2 separate regions of the Mus musculus genome follow, and region 1 is linked to region 2. Evidence: chromatin contacts called from public HiChIP or PLAC-seq data. All regions are on one chromosome and are shown on one strand. Each heading gives the region's core, a stretch centred on a gene start, on an enhancer-like site or on the middle of the called end of the contact. The rest is flanking DNA. Distances are from core to core; before and after follow the strand shown. Region 1 has its middle 87 kb from the start of Gm40388. Region 2 has its middle 18 kb from the start of 9130015A21Rik.

Evidence for each region. HiChIP or PLAC-seq counts read pairs in DNA pulled down with a chosen protein or histone mark.
Region 1: a contact with region 2 is called in an HNF4G HiChIP or PLAC-seq map of pancreatic cancer cells. The contact joins two enhancer-like sites. A contact is called at or near these places in 3 of 15 datasets of contacts at CTCF or cohesin (CD8 T cells, the NIH/3T3 cell line and large pre-B cells), 6 of 484 Hi-C or Micro-C datasets (B cells, CD4 T cells, Sertoli cells and 2 more) and 2 of 115 datasets of contacts at active chromatin or transcription factors (microglia and pancreatic cancer cells).

Annotation. Positions count from the first base shown.
Region 1 is chr12:35,832,377-35,835,076 of GRCm38.p6, reverse strand. No RefSeq gene overlaps it. Among named protein-coding and RNA genes, the nearest start is that of Gm40388, 87 kb to the right of the region's middle. Within about 2 kb of position 1,281, at least 100 of the 459 cell types and tissues checked have an H3K27ac peak or open chromatin away from gene starts, as enhancers often do. A contact at or near this core is called in pancreatic cancer cells, where this site is marked.
Region 2 is chr12:35,711,653-35,714,352 of GRCm38.p6, reverse strand. No RefSeq gene overlaps it. Among named protein-coding and RNA genes, the nearest start is that of 9130015A21Rik, 18 kb to the right of the region's middle. Within about 2 kb of position 1,377, at least 79 of the 459 cell types and tissues checked have an H3K27ac peak or open chromatin away from gene starts, as enhancers often do. A contact at or near this core is called in pancreatic cancer cells, where this site is marked.

The DNA of each region.
Region 1 (2,700 bases), core at 32-2,531, 120 kb before region 2:
ATCTGGGAAGAAGACTTTGGAGACCAGCACCAGAGTGCAGATCTAGGTTAATTCAGGATTTCACTGGCATATGTATACATACTTCATTCAGTCAGCTATAGTCCAATAATCTTGAATGGTGTGCAACTGTGTAATGTGAGGGTGTACGTGAGGAACAGCATGTCCTAGCAGTGTGTTTGTGGACAGAGGGCAGGAAGCAGGCAATGCCCTGGGCTTGGCACCATTTTGTGTGTCTCTGGTATGTCGGACCCCATTATGTGTCATGTACTTCTGGAGACTCAGGTCTGCTCAAGCAGCTGGAGGAACCGGTTGTGCTTCTCACATCTTCTGTCTTTTAGAGACACCATCTGGACAGAGACTGTGCCCTCAGACCCTGCTGAGGTTGAAAACAAAACAAAAGAACCCCAAGCCCCAATTCTCCCAGCGTTTCCTTCTTTGTCCCCACCAAACTATCATTGAGTCACATTTTGAGAACTCTTGCTTGCCCAAGCTGCACTTTTTCTACTAGGAAATGCAGTTAATGTGAAGCCATTTGATGATCTTAAGAGTCCCTAGAGGATGTGGGGTTGCTCCCCACTCCAGGCCCAGCCAAATCAGACCCTTGACTGTATTGACGAAATGTCTCTCTCCTCTTATCTTGTTGGTTTAAGATAAGCTGATACAGAATTGGATCTACATTTTTCAATGCTGTTAAAATTGGTTCTAAGTCGGGGAACATGTTACCCTTTTACCACCCAGAGGCAAACAAGTTCCAGAAGAGGAGCAAGCCAGTGGTTGACGTTGTGCTCCTCAGTATTCTAGTACTTGGCTTTCAGTATCAAGGTGCAGCAAGCCGCTGGCACTCCATCCATGGCTTCTGTCTTCTAGGAAGGAATAAGACATTTTCTATGGAGATAATGTCATCCACTTTGTCTAGAACTTCACAAGATGGCAGTAAGAGAACAAATCATACAATATTTGAGCAGGTTAGTTTTTCACGCTAGTGAAATTGATTTAGATTACTTAGGATAAGAACAGCTACTTGGTGATGCAGACTCATCTCTCCCATGACTGAAAGAGGCTAAGTAGGCATTCTCCTCTCCTCTCTTCTCCTCTCCTCTCCCCTCTCTTACCCTCCCTTCTCCTCCCTTTCTTCTCTTTCTTAAGAATGTCTCATGTAGCTCAGTCTGCCTCCAACTTTCCATGTAGCCAAAGATGCTCTTTGACTTTTGATCTTCTTGCCTTTACCTCTCAAGTGCTGGGATTAAAGGGGATCAAGCTCAGGGTGTTGTGCATTCCAGGCAAACATTCTACTCACCGAGCTATAGCCCCAGCCCACAGGCATTCTTTCCTTATATCCTTTGGTCTTGTATTTGCCCTAAGGAATAAATCTCCTGTTTTTGACCATTGTTTTTGCTGCAAAAACTACGAATAAAGCCGCTCTACTGACTATAAAAATGTAGAGATGTTTCATCTGGAAATTAGTCTTGTTAGCCTACTTTTCTGTTTGTTTTTGTTCCTGTGGTCTGTGTATCCACAGAGCATTCTTCAGCTTCCTCATTTCCCTGCTCCTCTCTAGAGATTGCTAGTTACTCAGTCAGAACAGCCTTTTCTCTGCCTTGCAACCAGAATGAGTCACACTCACTTCCAGATTCTTGAATCATAGGGTTATGAATCTTTTACTTCTTGAAAAATCTTCTCCTGTAAGTTTTCAAGAGGGAGCATTTAGTAAGCAATTTTCTTTCCTGCTAGGTCCTTGCCCTGTTCCCAAGCCATGTGATTTGTCTAGAACGTTGCCTTTTCTTTTCTAATGTTGGGTGCATGACTCCAGTTCACCTCTTCTGTTTTCATCTCCTGTCTAGTGTTGCTTCAAGGATAGTAAACAACTCAACCAAACTCTTTTACTGAGACTGTTGCCAGGGGCATTGCAGATCTTTCCCACCCCCACATACAGGGGGAGGGAGGATAGGGAGTAGATGACCTCATAGGTGGCAAAAGAGTTATAGAGCAGGTGGGGTGAAAGCATTCTTAAGCAAAGCCTTCCAGTGTCTGCTTACTAGTGCTGCTGAAAGAGGCTGAGCTCTGAGTAGACATCCCAGGAAAGGATTAGACTCCAGGAGAACTAATCTCAAGATTTCTCTGCTTCTTTTCCTCATCTCAGTCCATAAACAACCCAGAGAAAATGGATCAGAACATGACTGCACTTCTGGGAAAGGGAACAGCAGAATGGGACATGGATCAATTAGTTTGAGAGGAGTATGAGGAACGGCATGTTTATAATATTTGGAAGGAAGTTAACATCAGTTAGTAATTTCTCTGTTCCCCAGAACGTGATCTTTGAACAACTCTGAAGGCAACCAGTTCTCCAAGATTAGTAAGGACCCTGATCTAATTAATCTAAAGTTAATTATTATTTAATTTACATGGCAAAGGAAAGGAGGAGGAATTTTACACTTGCCACTCGTGGTAGGTGTATATATGTTCTGTTCTGTTTCACCCTACACAGAATTTGTAATAAAGAAAGAAGAGATGCATTTTCAAAGCTACAACTGTGTAAGGGCTATGGAAATATAAAGAAACTGGAACAAAGTCCCTATTGTATAGGAAATATTCAGGGAAAACCAGTTAACTGTGGCTGTTGTTGATAATGCTGTTCACACGCCTGCTGGGGGAAGCACTTGCAGAGGACTGAGGCTAGTCAGGGTATGCACAATGGCTGGG
Region 2 (2,700 bases), core at 128-2,627:
TGTGTGGGTGTGTGTGTGTGTGTGTGTGTGTGTATATACACCTTTATACGTAGCAATGTGTCTTTTAATAGGTCCTTTGTAGAACTCTGGCAAGTTGGAATTAGATGATCAATCATAAGGCCCTGGGTTTGAGCTAAGACTGATATATTCTTATGTGTTCAATAAGTTAAATGTAAAGCCAAGAGCTCCAAGATTTCTTTGGAGGTGGGAAATGTGTCAACAGGTTTTAGAGTATTTTTTGACATAACAGTCTGAAGCTCACTGAAAAAGACTAGAGGTTTATATCCTGGCACTTTAATACGTACATGAGCAAGTACAATGGAGATGGATGACTTGATGTTTTTGTTATTAAAACATCTACTGTCTCAGTATTTAATTATGGGGATGGAATGTGAGGCTCACGCTCAAATCACACAGGGCCTGTTTGGTTGGTAAGATGAGAACTAGAAAATCTATTCAGTAAGCCTCAAAAGAGTTCTTCATAAATGTAGTATGGAATGATCAAAGTACTGAGAGCAACTAATTCCATATTCAAAAATATAACTGTTCTAAAATTAGGGAGTTGTTTCCCCAAGTAATTGTCTTCCCAAGTTTAGCTTCAGGGAGAGGTGGAATAGAATGTCAAATGCAGAACTCCAAGTCTCTATACATGTGTAGCAAGTTTGTCTTACATCTTCCCAGATGCTGGTCTATTTTCACACCAGCAGCTCCTCATACTTCTCATGACCAACATTTGGCTGGCTCAACATAGGGAGAGAAGAAGATAAAGCAGGACACTGAAGCTAAGGAAAATAGGTTACCTTTGGTGTGTTTTAGTAAAAGCAGCACAGGACGCTTCCCAGAGTTCTCTTCTCAAGTCATAGTGCATTGAAGACTTTCAAGAGTCATTGGCTTGGGATTAAGTACCCAGGGTTTGCATGTAAAACATCACAGGAGGAAAACAACATGACTCATGTCATGTAGAGCTTCATGGGAGAAAGTTAAGAGCAACACAGAGAGAATATGTTGAGGCCACTTTTGATTTCACAGTAGGATAATCACACTGAGCCTGAGCTACCCAATGCATTATGTACAATTGTGCACTGAAAACTGTTAGAATGACTTCCAGGTCACCAAGAGTGTCATCAGGACATGTATCACACTCTAGTAGCACTTAACTTAACTCTGCCACTTAAAATATTGTTAGGGGAAAGGAAAATATTGAACGGTGTCTATAAAAGACAAATCATTCTGATACAGTTATCTACTCACAAGATCTGTGGAAAATGAGGCACTCCAGAGACCTATTTGTTGCATCCTGATGCAGGGCTATAGGAGTGACACTACACTCCCAGCAGCCTGGACAGAGGCAGCACAGAGGCGTGCTGGCATGCACACAAGCGTTCAAGAATCTAGTTAAGATCTGTACCTGGTACAAGATGGGGCAGGTTATATTCACTGTGAAAGCATGTGATAATGGGTCATGGAAAATACAGTGTGGGTTACGAGAAGCCAGGGGAAGTTTCTTGATTTCCATTGAGAGTAGTTTCTAAACACTTGTCCTGTGTACACCCACACAGGTCCCACAGTCTCTAAAGGGATCATTTAGGTCAAGCAAAGGGAAACAGCATGCTTCTGCACTTAATCATTCCTTACAAATATTTGCTTTGTACTTACGTGTCCCAGGTACTGTTCCTGTGTCCTGCAGATCCAGGACTGAGAAGACGTTCCCACGTAGAGAATCGTGATTAAGTGCTTACACTTTCAGTGCAAAGCAGTTACTCTTTTGAGCATTCTTGTACTTAAACCATTTAACTTCCATGAAAATAACTTTAAGAGGTACCATAACCCCCCTTTTATAGGCAAGAAAACAGGCCCTAGAATAACTTGCTAGAGCAGAGGGAAGACCAAAAAGGGGTTCCTTAATTGGCTTGCCATCCTGACTTTGGATACCGGGAATAGAAAGGTGTATTTGAAAGGTGTTGAGGCATGGGACCCAGAGGCTGGAAAGCTATCAATCTCCTGATAATGCCAGAGGTGTTTTGCTTGGTGGCACTTACTTACAGGTTATCTAACTTCATCCTGTAACATGTTACAGATAAGTAAAACAGTGCAGTCTCATAACTAGGTAAGTGGGAGGAGCAGGGATGGTTGAACTCAAGGGACTCATACTACACTGTCACAGAAGAAGAAAACAAAACCAGAAAGAAACAGTTGGAAATTATTTTTCAAATCTGCCTCTAAGAGTCTTGGAGACATGCCTGTGCGTCAATTTTAAAAGTTAATATTGCACTTATATATCATGGCAGGCCTGTGTCAGGCTCAGAGACTCAGTGAGGAGAGGAAGTATTTCTACTGTTTTAAAAAACCCTCATGGTATGTTGAGCATGTGTTTCAGAGAAGTTTTTCACATCCCTTTTTATGTTTGAGAAAAGGAAAAAGGGCCCATGTGGCAACATCATTTGAATTTCACATCCTATTTCACAGAAGTTTTTAGTTCTCAAGAGTAAAAAAATGACTTTCTTGAGTAAACGTAAATTGACTGGTCATATGACATAGGCAAGTGCTTTTGTGTTTTCTATGCATCACCGGCACACAGACACAGGTGTCATCACGCAATGGCAATGATCAACGTGGTCTTCCCACTTTCAGTCACATAAGATCCGGTATCTTTCAGTTCCTGCTGACTACTCTGGAATCCCTACTCCCCAGAATGCCCAC